Linked DNA regions of Mus musculus: region 2 is linked to region 1. Evidence: chromatin contacts called from public promoter capture Hi-C data. All regions are on one chromosome and are shown on one strand. Each heading gives the region's core, a stretch centred on a gene start, on an enhancer-like site or on the middle of the called end of the contact. The rest is flanking DNA. Distances are from core to core; before and after follow the strand shown.

What was found. Promoter capture Hi-C pulls out the DNA fragments that hold promoters and counts their contacts.
Region 2: a contact with region 1 is called in a promoter capture Hi-C map of pre-B cells. The contact joins the promoter of Ero1b here to the promoter of Wdr37 in region 1. A contact is called at or near these places in 2 of 39 promoter capture datasets (cranial neural crest and pre-B cells) and 2 of 484 Hi-C or Micro-C datasets (B cells and CD4 T cells).

The regions. Positions count from the first base shown.
Region 1 is chr13:8,868,337-8,876,046 of GRCm38.p6, reverse strand. Wdr37 (WD repeat domain 37) reads left to right here and starts at 5,003. Exons shown (of 14, transcript NM_172445.3): 1 at 5,003-5,177.
Region 2 is chr13:12,562,082-12,569,791 of GRCm38.p6, reverse strand. It overlaps Ero1b (endoplasmic reticulum oxidoreductase 1 beta), which reads right to left and starts at 3,909. Exons shown (of 16, transcript NM_026184.2): 1 at 3,614-3,909. The coding sequence starts at 3,715.

The DNA of each region.
Region 1 (7,710 bases), core at 3,754-6,253:
TTTATTTGTTCACTTTTCATTCTAATCATAGCCTTCCTTGCTTCCAGTCTACTGCTCACATGATCCCTCTCCATATGCCTCTCTCCTTCACCTCTGAGAGGGGGAAGTTTCCTCCTGGGTACCAACCCATCCTGGCACCTGAAATCACTGCAGGACTATGTTCATTCTCTCCCAACTGAGGCCAGCTAAGTCATGTTAGTTAGGGGAACAGGATCAGCAGGCAGGCCACAGTCAGGGTAAACCCTTGAACTAGTTGTTGGGGGACCCCCATGAAGTCCATGTTGCACATCAGGTTGGGTGGTGGGGCTAGGTCCAGCCCTTATATGCTCCTTGGTTGGTGGTTCAGTCTCTGGGAGCCCCCAAGGGTCCAGGTTTGTTGATTTTGTTGGTCTTCTTATGGAGTTTCTGTTCCCTCTGGATTCCTCAACCTTTCCCCCAACTCTTCCACAAGCCTTCCAGGTAGCTACACATTTTAATGCTTTCCATGCTGAATTTTAGTCTTGTTTTGGTGCAATCCAAATACATGATTCTGAATGTATGATAGAATGTAGAAGTCTTCTCTGCATGCATAGGCCTCTTTTTTTTTTTTATTACGTATTTTCTTTAATTACATTTCCAATGCTATCCCAAAAGTCCCCCCCCCCCACTCCCCTACCCACCCATTCCCATTTTTTGGGCCTGGCATTCCCCTGTACTGGGGCATATAACGTTTGCCTGACCAATGGGCCTCTCTTTCCAGTGATGGCCGACTAGGTCATCTTTTGATACATATGCAGCTAGAGTCAAGAGCTCTGGGGTACTGGTTAGTTCATAATGTTGTTCCTTCGATAGGGTTGCAGATCTCTTTAGCTCCTTGGATACTTTCTCTAGCTCCTCCATTGGGGGCCCGCATAGGCCTCTTTATGCAATTCAGAGTCATATGACTACCTCTCTATATGGGAAGTATATAAAGAGATGAAACTTGGGAATCATACCTTAAGACTCTTCCTGTTCATCTTTGTATAACAGCAATATTTGTTTTTTTGCCTTTGAATGTTGGAAGATGTAAGTTGTTTTTTTTTTAAATATTTATTTATTTATTATATGTAAGTACACTGTAGCTGTCCTCAGACACTCCAGAAGAGGGAGTCAGATCTCGTTATGGATGGTTGTGAGCCACCATGTGGTTGCTGGGATTTGAACTCCTGACCTTCGGAAGAGCAGTCGGGTGCTCTTACCCACTGAGCCATCTCACCAGCCCGTAACTTGTTTTTATATAGGCTCATTGCTAAGTTTGTTTTGGGTTTCAGAAGAAACTTGAATTTAAGTATTTGAGATGGCTGTCAAGATAGCTCAGCTGTTAACAGTAAGAACGGCTCTTGTAATGGACTTAAGTTTGATTTTTAGAGCTATGTTTAGATGCTTATAGTGGTCTATAACTCTAGGAGATCCACACTATCTTCTGGATTCCTTAGACAACTGTGTTCATGTACACACACAGACACACACACACACACACGAACATTCAGAAAATACTTTGTAATTGTTACGGAGTTTGGAGACTCTTGGGAGTAGACTCAACACATTTAGCATTATGAGGTAACCATGAGTCTTGGGAGGCCAAGAGCATAATGTTATACTTTCACAAAATGATTTTCACAGGGTCACATTTTGGGTGCATGTCCCTTAGATGGGGGTGCTACTTTGGAAAAAGTGAGGAAACTATAGGTAGGGTCTAAGATAAGCCTTTAAGGGTATTTATTCCTGGCCTCCCCTTGCTTTGTTCTTTGCTTCTTGTCTGACATTAGGTGAAGAATTTATTCTGCCAAATGTTCTTACCACCATGTCCTGCACAAGTGACTATGAACTAATTCCCCTGAAACCATGTACCAGAAGAAATGATCTCTTCCTTTTTCAAATCAGGTATCTTGGTCATAGCATCAGAAAACTAACACAATATCATAATATTTACATTTCAACATTGTATTTTGTGAAGATTCTGTTACTTAGGTCACTTAGGTGTATTATCTTCACAATGATGCCCTTGTATATAATCCTGAGATGGTGAAATGTAGGATTTGGATTGCACAATACAAGTACAGTACGCATGAGTAATGCTCCTTTATGTAACTCAGATTCATATAGCACTTTCAAAACTAATATTATGCAAACAGTTTCACTTTAGGCTGTTTTTTTTCCCCAAGACAGGATTTCTCTATAGCCCTGGCTATCCTCAAACTCACTCTATAGACCAGACTGGTCTTGAACCCAGAGATCCTCTCATCTCTGCCTCCCAAGGGCTGGAATTAAAGGTATGCATTGTCACTGCCCTGCTAATTTTTTTCTTTAAACTTTTAAAACTTTATATGTATGAATATTTTACATACATGTACACCATATGTGTGCTTTATACCTGAGGGGATCAGAAGAAGGCATCGGAGCCCACAGAACTGAAATTACAGATGTTGAAGCCTGCTCCTTTTAACATCACTGCAGCAATTTTGTATTCAGTCTCCATTTTGCTCATAAGTTGAAATTAAGTTCAGTTCTCAGACTCCACTTTCCAGAAGTGATTATCCATAGCTGACACTGAAGAATGCTACTAATAAGCCAAGAAGTTATGATTATAGTACTTATGCTCTGTTATCTCAGTGCTCTGAAATTCCCTTTTACTACCTGCCACCCCTCTTACCTTACTCAGGACCAATCAGCTTAAAGTTAGCAGCTACTACTTTTGTCTAGTTAGGCAACATTTTGTGCTACTCCCCCACAACCCCCTTACCTTCTAAACCTTTGAATCTGTTTTTTCCTATAAAAAGCCTGCCCTAAAAACAGACTGGTACCACAAAATTAGGTTCCCGAATCCTTTTTGTGGTCCTGATTGATCAGTCTTGGAGTGTGTGTTCTACAAACCATTTTTGCTTACCTGAGATCTGTGTTCGTATGGTTTGTGATGCAATTTCTGAACCTCAACAACAGTCAATTGTAACCTGTGGGTGCTGGGAACTGAAACTGGGTCTTCTGCATGAATACTCAGTGCTCTTAACAGACAGCTACCTCTTAGGGTTTCCTTGCTGTGAAGAGACGCCAAGACCACAGCAATTCTTACAAAAGACATCTAACTGGAGCTGGTTACAGCTCTGAGGTTCAGTCCATTCTTGTCTTGGTAGGAAGAAGGGCAGCATGCAGGCAGACATGGTACTGCAGGAGGAGCTGAGAGTTCTACTTCTTGATCTGAAAGCAGTAGGAGACTGAGACTCACTTGCCAGACTTGACCTTCTGAGACCTTAAAGACTGCTCTCAGGCACACACTTCCTCCAGCAACATCCCACCTACTCCAGCAAGGCAACATCTCCTAATAATGCCACTCCCTCTAGGCCTATGGGGGCCATTTTATTAAAACCACCACGCTTTGTTTTTTTTTTTTTTTTGGTGGAACTCTAAATATACCAAAGATAAAATGTACTTCCATTAAAAGTATCTTAAGTGGCACCCAAATGTGGCTGCTTTGTTGCAAACTTAGTGGAATGCTACTTGGATATGGAACTATGCTTTACAGTACTTTCTGCTGGCTATCATTAACAGCAGAATGTCTTATGCATTCTTTGTTACTAGTTAAAATTTTCTTAAATAAATATCACAGCCTCCAAATTTGACAGTGATTTCTCTGAGAAGCCAAATCTTTTTTTTCTCAGTTCATATTTATAGACTGTTACTAGTGATAAGCTTTGTATACTATATTTTTTTTAAAAAAAGATTTATTTATTTATTTTATGTATACAAGTACACTCTAGCTGTACAGATGGTTGTGAACCACCATGTGGTTGCTGGGGTTTGAACTCAGTTTAAGAGCAGTCAGAGCTCTTAACCATTGAGCTATCTCTCCAGCCCCCTGAATATTATACTTGATACACAAGTAACCCACAATTTCTTGTACAGAATGTTTTGGTTATTCGAGTCTCCAAATACGATAAATTTATTTCTTCTCCAGCAAACATCTTGCATTACTGCTTCTTGAATCTGAACCTTCAGTTTTATCTTATAGGAAGAATGTTGACCCATATAGAAGGAAAATACTATCATGCTTTTACTGTAGGTGAGTTTTAAACATCTAGTTCAAGTTGCTCGCAGAGACAAGGCTGTTTATGTAACAGCTCCATTCTGCTATGTAGGTCTTCCCAACCCTGATTAACGGGGAAAAGCGGCTCAAGTCCCACCTTTTGCAGTGAACAGCTGATTCTATTTTCCCCTCTTAGCCAATGGTGATCAGATATTTCAGAAGGAAACTGGGTGAGTCATCTTCTGCAGATAAGCTGAAATATTAATAGTTCTATCTCTACCAGGCTCTCCTGCAGCCAGCTAGCAAGACTCCCACTGAGCCCTGCCTGAGGAGCCATTCCTAGCAGATCAGCCTGTAAAGCAGTTGGATTTGAGAGATTCTGAAAGCGATTACGTTAAATAGTACACTCGACTTTGCATTTTAATAGATTATTTTTCTTACCAGTTTTTGGGCTGTGCGAGTGTTTAGGACAGATGGACTTAAAACCTGCCTGACCGTGGACCCCTCACCGGAATCCCTGCAGTGGTAAGTACCCACGGTCCGGGAGGCTGTGTGTGCTTCTCCCTGTTACCGACGCTACAGGGTCTCGGGGAGCAATTCGTGCAAGGATCGCGTGTACCGTTAGTGTGTGGTGCAGAATTTGGGGTCTAGCAGTGCCTGTAAGCACCTTGGGAAAGCTCCTAACAGGGAAAGCGCTGAGCCTACTTGCGCCACCAGGGGACGCCATACTCGTTCTGCAGTCACTCGCTGGGTCTTGGCTCAGCGCGCTGCTAGGCCATAGTTTAGGTCTCCAGGACCCGGCGTCAAAGCCGAAAGCCAAAACAGGAGACTATCCCGCGGAACAAGCCTGTGGGACTGAGCGAAGGAGACCAGGAAAGAACTTCCGCAGCCGTTGGGCATGGGGCGGAGCTTCCGGTCTGTTTTTTTTTTTTTAAGGACCATCTCTGAGGGCGGGACTTCCGCAGTTACCGGAAGTACGGGCGCGCCAGTTCGGGTCGCCGGGTTGTGTCAGTGCGGGAATCGGCCGGTTTTTTTTCCTGCTCTGGGTCTGCCTCGGGAGCCTCGTCGCGGGGGGATCTACGAATTGAGTGCGACGTAGGCTGGTTCCAGGCGGACGCGAGTGCTGCTGCTGTGACAGGTGACGCCATCTTCTCAGCTGTCTGGCTTGGCATCCTTCTCGGGCGCTCGGGGGATGTCAGGTGTCCGGGTGGCGGTGGGGACGAGGCTTCGAGGTGGATGAAGGATACAGTCCTAATCCTGCGCACTCTCTCTGGCTCCCTGTGTACTCAAGTGGCGTCTACCTGGCTGTCTGTGTCCCGTGGGAAGCCCAGAGTTTTCGAAGATGGTGGCCTTCGATCCCGCAAAGACGGGGTATGGCCTCTGGGAAGGAGGAAGGGTGGGGGGCGGAGATGGGGTAAGCAGATGCTGAAGTGGTAAAACCCCGCCACGCCTTTGTTTCTCTTTCTGAAGACTTCCTTTTCTTCCCCGTACACTTCTATTTCCTAAGTTTTAAGGCATCATAATGGGCCAGTTTTACCAAAAAGTTGCATAAATATGCCATTTCACTTCGCGAGCAGACATAACCGAACGATTGATCAGGTTCTTAGAGGTTTTATCATCTAACTTGAACTCTTCGATGTTTCTTGTGCTTGAAGACGAGGACCGTTAGCTCTACACCACTCACTCTCTTGCCCGGATGTAGATTGCTAGGCAGTTTCTTTGAAGTTCAGATGGGTTTTCTTTACATTGCTTATTGTGGCCTACAAAGTATGCCATCAAAGCGGTACTGAAACCTTTTTACCTCTAAGCAGTACACCTGGTGATAATAAGCCTCCAGGATACTTCTCCCTTTTCTAAGAAATCTTCTATTATGCTACCTTCCTTGCTGTTTTGGTTACTTTGCCGATCACATTTTCAAGTGTTTGTAAATTCTCTTTGACACCTAAGCCACATACTTGAGCATAGTATATATAAATATAACCTGACCAAAGTAAGTAGAGGCCTTCTATTAGTGTTGCCCATAGGAGACGCAGAGCAGTGGCCAGTGGCCACATGAAATAACAGTGTGACCTTGATGTTTATGACAGCTACGTTTTTGCAGTGTATATCAAGCCTTCTTGCATAAATTTCTGGACACAGGACCTAAGTATGCTTCCTTTGGTTTTCTTACTCTGAGATGTTACTTCCTTTAGTATAGGTACGTTGGTCTGTTATCTTACTTTGCCCTTGATTTGAGGTAAAATCCTTGGGGTTGGGTATTTCCCCCAGCAGTGATACTAAGAGTTTTGTTAGTTGTCCTGTCCTGATTTATTCAAAGAAAGATATGCTTTCTAGATTTGAATTTCTTTTTTGGTTATTGAGAAAAAAATTCTTGGTGGTAGCTTATTTAATTACTGATGCCTGTCAGCTCAGTGCCATCCTTAGACTCGATAAGTGTGCATCATTTGCCTTCATCTCATCAGTGACAGAACATTTTAAGTAACTTAATTCTGGTGACAGATTTCCAAGGTTGCGTGTAGAGACCATTCTCTTTTCTGTTACTGGTTAGATATTGCATTGATTCAGCCCTCTAGAAGTTAATTTTAAAAGTACTATTACAATCAACACTTAAAATATTAATATTATTAATACCTTTATTGAACTTTTGGAGGTTCAGTGACATTTTATAGTTTATACTACCATCTGCAAATTATATAACCATCTTTTTAATGTATAACTAACATTTTTGGGATAAACCGGGTATTTATTTTGAAATAAATCAGTTTTTTCTTGTTGAAAGAAAATTAAAATTCTTCCTCCAAAGTATGAAATAGAGAGTAATGTTTTATATTATCTCAAATAAAAGCATACATTGTTTGTTGTATTGCTTATAAAACTACTTCAGCAGGCTTCCTGTTTGGTTGTATGTACTTAATAAAAATCTGATACTGTAGGTAGTAACACCTTACTGTGGAACATACATACTAAAAAGAGCCTTGAAAAGAGAGAGAGCTAAGTGTTCATTGGTGCGGTTTAATGTTATACCATTTACCAAGGTAGTGAATTTGGTATATTAACAGTGTGTGTAGAGATTTTATTCATTTGTTAAATATGTTGCACTAAAGCTGGACATGTATTGTTCTGCCTTGTTTATAAACAGCAGAGAAGAGGATATGCCCATGACAGCATGGAATAAGGACAGATGAGTTTGGCAGGCCAACCAGTTAGGAGTGCAGGAGAAACTATATTGCAGCTTTACATTTAATGTACTGATCTGTCTTACTGAACTGGGTGAATTGATGTGAGTGTTTGAAAGAAAGTAATTACCTTTTGGAGCTTTAGATTCTTTCTTTTTAAAAACATATATAGGTGAATTAGTGCATAGTAAAAGTAACTTTATAAAATAATTTGTTTGGTGTGATGCTGGTGATGAAACCCAAGGTCTCAGCTATGCCTAGCAATCAGCCTCCTTCCCATTGAGCTACATCCCACCCCAGATGTATTTTCTCTTTTTTTATGAGACAGTTCCTCTCTGTGAAGCCTTGGCTGTCCTGTCTTGGGATTCTCTATTTAGACCAGATTAGACTGGCCTTGAACTCAGAGATCTGCCTGCTTCTACACCCCCCCTCCCCCCCCCCAGTGCTCGGATTAAAGGCATGCACCATTATGCCCAGGTAGACCTATTTTATTTT
Region 2 (7,710 bases), core at 2,660-5,159, 3.7 Mb before region 1:
TGGGTGACAAAGGATTATTTAGGAAAATCTGTAACCGTTATTTCTTAAGCTAGGTATAATCAGCTATTTAATTAATTCACCCTTTTAGTTTTAAATCTTACTTCCCTTCCCCGCTGGTCTTTTGAGACAGAGACTCAAGTAGCTCAGGCTAACAAGGAGTTGGCTCTGCAACTAAAGCCAACCTTGAACTTCTGATTTTGTTCACTCATTCTTGAGATTATGAGTGCATACCACCATACTTGGCTTAAATTTTACTTTGAACACGTCAATTTCATTATTTTTAACCTTCTGGCTATTCTTTTAGATGTTTAATACTTCTATGCTTTTCTTAAGTACACTAAAACTGATATTAAATTACCTACTTAAAAATTTCAGAGCCTAAGGTATTGTCTTGAGTGTTTCCACTTATAGGTGTTCCTCAACTTTCCATGAGAAATTGCTCCCCTCCCAATAAACCCACTAAAACAAAAATATCAAATGGAAATGCAATTGAGACACATAGCCTACCATACAGCATGGATCAGAACCTCAGGAGACAACTTGTGGAGTCTGAGTTGTTTATTATGCTTGTGTTGGCATAGCTGATGGTGAACTGTTGCTCACTGTCCCTTCCTAGCACTGAAATTACAGAACTAGCATAACAGAAAAAAAAAAGTATCAAATTACGAAGTAGTTTCTACTAAGCAGATATAGCTTTCTCACCTGTGTAATTTAAAGAAAAAAAAAAAAGTCCAACCATCGTAAGCCAAAAATTCAACCATCATAAGCCGGGGGCTATTTGTATCTGATTCAAGGTACCTAGTGCCTTGTGGCTTGTGATAACTTTTTTTGGCACGCTCCTAGCTGTTTACTCCACTGGACACTATCTCTGAAATCTCTTAAGTCCTTGAGTTGAAAACACACTTCTCTAGGAGGAACGGATATTTGCTCTCTCTGGTAACCTGGGCTTGCTGTGAATTCCACTTCTAGCCAAAGCTCATCCTAGCACGAGTGATACAGAGTAAGCCTGAAAAGGCACGTGAGGGAGGGGCTGCTCACAGTCACAGCTTCTCAGCCGAGTTTTCAGCCCCTTCTTCGTAACTTTTTTCCTTTTCCACAAAATGGGGCTCATTTTCCATTCACACTTACACTAACAATGTATCTCTTTGGGGGTCTCTTATGATTTTTCCATTTTTAGGGAAGACACTGGTGTTATTTCTTACCAATTCTACCTCCACGAAGCTGTGAGACTAAAAGCTTGGTCTTCAGGTTTAAAAGAAACAAATCCTCCGGGTAGTGGAATGAGTCCCACATTTCTGACCTCCATTTAGTGGGGAGCTCTGTGTTCCTTGATTTCATGCCACCTCAGATGGGCATTTTAAAGGGTTTCAAATATATTTGACAGAAATATCCTTTTACAGGAAAACTGTATGTTAGCATGCCATGAACCATATTTGCATTTCATTTATAAGAAAATGGGGCATCAGATATACAAATGAACATCCTCTCACATAGTCAAAAACATTTTCCTGCTTTCAATATAGAAGGCAAAGTACCTATTTCCTTAAATGACTTTGATTTCTTGTGAACAGAGGTGTTTGTTCAACAATTCTAATTCTTCCTCTTACTTTTACTCTTTCTCCCCCTGCACACCCCGTCCCCCAAGTTTAGGATGCATGAGAAGTAGAGGAACTGTCTATGTTCCACCTTCTGATTGTCTGGTCTCTGTTTTTCTGTCCACTGAAGCAAGTATGCTGATTTGTTAATGCTGGGTAGAGCATAAAGGGCTACATTAGGGCCCCAGTTTATGTAACTTAATAAGCCAATTAAGCTCTCTGAACTTCACTTAACCACCACAGCCTTACACATGATATGTACCAAATAAAATGAGGTAATATATAATTAAACATGTTACAGGTTAAAGTGCTATCTAAAAATGACATCAAAACTGTATTTAGAAGAACAAAATATACTTTTGTAGACAGGCACGGTGTTACTTTGAAATGCACAAATATTTTATTGTTGATATATATATTACAAATATATATCAACAAATAGAATTACAGGTACATTATAAACCACTAATTACATGTGATTATTGGTAGCTAGAGAAACCTTAAGTGAAGCTTCTAGACTAGTGATTTTAAAAGTATACAATTAATTAATGACATATATCAAGCAAGAAAACAAGAAATCAGACTTTATTTAAAAGTTCTAAATGTAAGCTCCACTCAAGTCAAACACTCAAACTAGTAACTACAAAGTAACTTTGCTATTGACAGCCTAGGAAATTTATTTTTTCTAAATCTGATAGATACACCCAGAATCCTATCATAGTGTTTGCCAAGCCTGACTAAAGTATAGTGGAAAGAACAATTGCATCACAGACACTTACAAGGCTTGTTTAAAATTCTGATTCCTTGCTCAGTTCCAGATGGACTCAGCAAGCTCCACGTTTAACAAAAGGTTTCTTTTCCTTTCCCTTTCTTCCTTCTTTTCTCTGACTGGTTCATTGTTTAGTTTTTTGAGAGAGGGTCTTGCTATGTAGTCCTGGCTAACCCAGAATCTCAATATGTAGGCCAGCGTCCAACCTGCGGCAATCCTACTGTTTTTCCTACTGTTTGTGTTTTTTACCCCTGAGAGCTGAGGCTACAGGTGTATGCCACTGTTCCTAGCTGTTTATTTTTATCAAATCATTCAAGAGAACTCACACATGGACACAAACAGAATATTCTTGTATTCTAGGACTTCATGCTGGACACCATAACACCATGAACAAGGCAGAAAAACATGTTTACACGGTTACTCTCACAGTTACCATCATTTTTTTTTCTCTTAGCAATGAGTGTTAATTGCTTCAAACTGCATGCCCCTCATTATCAGGCCATCTGAGACACTTTTGTTTTTCTTCGGTTTTGGCTCTTCGAGCTAGCACTTTGCAGCAGGTGCAGACAAGATATAGCAGCATCTGGCAACCTGTTCAAACCTTCCTCACTAAAAGAGGCAGAGCTAACCTATCTCTTTTCAAGGCAAGAGGCTGTGCTTTGGCTTTCGAGTATGTAGTGAACACTTCAGTAATACCTGCCTAACCAAGGCAACGTCAAAGTCTACCGGACTGTCCAGCCAGCAAGCCTCACTATAGACTTAAGAAGCCCACAGTAGGGGCCTAGGCCCTCCAGTGTCATAACTGGGCTCACCTGGCATGCCACTTTGCATACGTAGGACAGGTGGATAATTATAAAGCGGGTAATGCCTATAGCTATCTCTAGAGCACAAGTTCAAGGAAATGAAGTAATGCCCCCTCTAGCCCAGGAAGAGGATGGAGGGTCTGCCTCCCTGTCATCTGAGGGAAGGATGTCAGAGGTTTGTGTCCCCAACACCTTCACCACTCAAGACTTGTGTCTCCCCGTCACCATCACAAAGATAAAGCCGCTAGCGCTTACTGGCCGTCACCATCTTCCTCTTCCGTAAACCATCACCACGCGTGTCGTGTCCCCGCGCCCGCCGCGCTTTACAGACGTTTCCCGCACTAGCCGGCGCGGTTCTCAATCCCTGGCTGGCCACTCGCACCTGCACCTCGGCCTCTCGGCGACGCCGGCGTGACCCGTCCCCTGCCTTTGGTCCTCGGGCTTACCTGAGTCTTGACCAGACTTGAGAGGAAGCTCAGGGTGACAAGCAGTTGCACCGCGGCCGCCGCCCCCTGCCCAGTAACGGCCCGGCGGAACCCCGGACTCATGGTGACCTCGGCCGCTGCCGTCGCCTCGGCCGATCGGGGCTGGGGAACGACGGCCCGCCGCGACGACGACAGCAGGGGGCAGTGCCTGGGAGCCGGGAGCCTCCAGGACCCGGGGTCTGAGCGCCGGTCTCGGGCAAGGAACACTCTACCGTTCGCAGCAGCAGCGACTGATGTACCAGTGCTGCGCGCCCCCGCTTCATCCCAGGAGGCCCCGCCCCCGGCGTCCTCAGTTATGATCACGCCCTCTGCGCAAAGCCTTCTGGGAGTTGTAGTCCCTGTAGCCCCTTGGGGCCCCCCCACAGTGGGAAGGTCTTGAAAATGGAGAACTACAGGCTCGGAGGTCGCTCTGCCTCCCTGAGGCGGGGCTCCGCGGCGGCCAATGAGGCGGGACCACGAGGCCTCCAAAACACCCAGGAGCAGGCGGGAGAGTGGGTGCTGTTTTAGGGGTTGGCCTGAGGTGGTGGAACCTCTGTTTCGTCGCTCTGAGAAACAAGACTGTCCACCCCCATCCCCGCAGGTCTTCAGGCACTATGCCAATAGCTCTTTGTCACCGCTTGACCTACTGGGGCCAGGATTTTCTCGCCAGGCCGGCCGAATCTTTGACTTGCTATTCCCAAGAGCTTTCTTTGCCTTTTTTCTCACCTCTGCAGCTACCTAAAACCACCTGGCATCTTGTCAGGAAGTCTTCAGCACCTCCTTCATGTCACATGCCCCAGAAGTATCATTGCTTGGTGTCTCCACTACTCCTCTACCAACACCAGAAAATCTATAATACATTTTAAAGGATGAAGGAAAACCCCAGTCTATACAGTGAAAAACGAAGAATCGGGATAAACGCACAGAAAAGCTTAAAGGGACATAGACTATCCCAAATGTAACACATTCTAGATGGTTTTGTGGTCTTAATTACACCTCAAATATTGTTCTGGGATTATGTAAGGTTATGTACATAAGCTTCCTGTAGTCCCTAGCAAATAAGTGATCAATTAATGGTAATCGCTAACTTTACCGATATTCCTGAGTTATAGGAAACTTACATTCAGTAGTATGTATCAATTTGTCATTGTTGATGTAACAAATGACCAGAAGGGTAGTGATTGAAAACAACCCCAATGTATTATCTTACATTCTGGAAGCCAGAAAACTAAAACAAACTGCATCCATTTGGAATATTCTAGAGAATAATGTTTCCTTGCTTTTTCTAGCTTCTATGGCCAATCAAATTCCTAGATTCAGGACCTCACATGACACAGTGGCATAGCCTGCTTTTGTCGTCTGTGCTTTCTGACCCTATCTCTCTTGTGTCCCTACATATAAAGACTTTCGATTGCATGGTGCTCACCCGGATAACCCAGGCAATTTCCTGATCTCAAAATCCTTAATCACATCTTCAAAATCTCCTCTGGCCTCTCTGGTAACATGAGAACATTCGCATCCATGATTCCATCTAGACCCACTGCATGATCTGTAGGGTCAGCCAGAAATGAAAGTCCAGGGGAAATGAGAAGACTTTTAAGGCGGAGACAACAGAACAATAAACCAGTCCAAGACCCTGGAACTTCACAGGCCATCTTCCCATGTCACCAGCTCCCTTTTCTCCACATAGCTAACAGAGAACTGTGTGCGACTTGCTTCTCAAAGCTGCCTTTCTATGCTCTTCATCGCTCTGCGCTTTGGGTATGCATGGGACTTTCCTCAGGTCCCTTTGTGCTGCAATTGGCCCAGATAATGTGTACATCATGGAACATAGCCATTTTTTTTAGTTATAAACTGCCTTATTTTTAAATTTCACATTTTAAATATCTGATATCAAGGGCAGAAACCATGCCTGTCATTCGGAGCACTTCAGGGCCTGTCACAAAGAAAAACTTGAGCTTTTCTATCAACTTTTCAATTGGTAGAAGAAAAACAAGTTTACAAAGATTATAATGGCACACACACCATTTGTTTTAGCTCAGAAACTTTACTCACAATGTTTGGAAACATTTTTTTCTCTCAGTGAGTGAAATCAGACATGGGTGTTTTTCATGAAAAAGAAAGGTTCACATTGCCCTGTGCTGTGATCTGTTTTAGCGTTTGCTGTAATGAGCAGGATGAGGAGTTGATTAATTGATGAATAAGCTACTGTCCTCTGTTTTAGCCTTGCGGTTTATTTCTTATTAGAGCAGGCATTGCCTTTATAATGATACCCATGCTCCTTACCTACACTCCTTAACTTCAAACTTCCCATCCTAGTTAGGGGTTTGCAAGTTGAAACAGGAAGAACCTTTGTAGCAAGCTATAGAAAAATTCAGATCCAGCTAGATTTAAAAACAATAAGAAAACTAGTAATAAGTCAGGAAAACTGGCAACTTTGGGAATGAACAAGGCTTCATCACTTACAGTTCCAGAAAAGTGAGTCCATCGGGGTGTGACTCAAGGACCAAAAGGAGCATGGACCGTTCTGGACTTTTCCAGAACATTCCCATTGGCTTGGCTCATTGTTCTCGGTTACTTTTCACACTCTATCCTCCCATCAAACTTCAAATTACTCCTCAAGTTTAGCTGAGAGAAGGGGAGATGAGGGGAGGTAAAGAAGGGGAGAGAGAAAGAGAGAGAGAGAGAGAGAGAGAGAGAGAGAGAGAGAGAGAGAGAACAGAAATCCTGCAGGATTACAAAGAATGGGAAGAGGTACACAAATTCATGGAAGCCATTCTCTAAGTATGTCTCACGAATTTACTTTATTTTTTGTGGTTGTAGAAATTGAACCTAGGGCCTCACACATGTCAGACAAGCACTCTACTACTGAGCCATGTCCCTGGCCCTCTTCATGGTTTCATTTTAAAAACATTTTTATTTATGCATATATGTGTGTGCATGCAGTGCCTGCAGATGACAGAGAAAGGAATCAGATCCCCCTGGAACTGGAGTTATAGGAGGCTGGGGGCTGCCTGCTATGGGTGGTTAGGAGAGAACTGGGCCCTTCTGCAAGGGCAGCAAGCGTTCTTAACCACTGAGCCATCTCTCCAACTCCCTTTTTTAAATCTTGCTAAGTTGCCTAGAGAGGCCATGAGATTTCCATGTACGTGCCTCAAGCCAACTGAGTAGCCAGAATTGCAGGCCTGCCTCCAGGCCTGGCTTTAAAAGCACTTTTCTTTCTTTCTTTCTTTCTTTCTTTCTTTCTTTCTTTCTTTCTTTCTTTCTTTCTTCCTTCCTTCCTTCCTTCCTTCCTTTCTTTCATCCTTTCTTTCTTTCTTTCTTTCTTTCTTTCTTTCTTTCTTTCTAACCTTGGCTTGCACTCTATATTCATTAAATTGTCACAGATGTCCCGGTCTATGGGTACACAGAAAAGTATACCAAATAAAGCTGTAATATGTTTTTGCAGATAATGCAATTTATTATTTACAAACCACCTGGCTTAGACAAGCCTAATTTTCTGGAACTAAGGGACAGGAAAATTGTTTTTCTTTCAGTGGAAAAAAATATATGAGCCTCACAGATCAATTGTAGAAAGAGTGAGGACCAATTTTTGTCAATTAGTACAAGTCCTTCGGGGCAAACAGTGATGATTTCCCATTGACGTGGTGAGGGTGGGTCAATGTTCTCAGTACAGATGATCTGTTACTTTTCTCATTGCTGTGACCAGCAAGAAACAACTGAAGGGGAAACAGGTGAGTCCATCCGTCATGTGGTAGGGAGATACACCGAAGCAGGGGACCAGGCTCTAATCTGTAGCCATGGGAACATGAGGCTAGGGAACAAAAAAGTCAGGCTTTAAACCTCAGGCACCTACCCACCTACCCCTATATACACACACACAAACACACACACACCATACATAATACCACATACCTCACAGACATACACACTCACCCCTACCCACCTACCCCTACATACACAACACATACACACACACACACCATACATAATACCACACACCTCACAGACATACACACTCACCCCTACCCACCTACCCCTACATACACAACACATACACACACACACACACACACCCC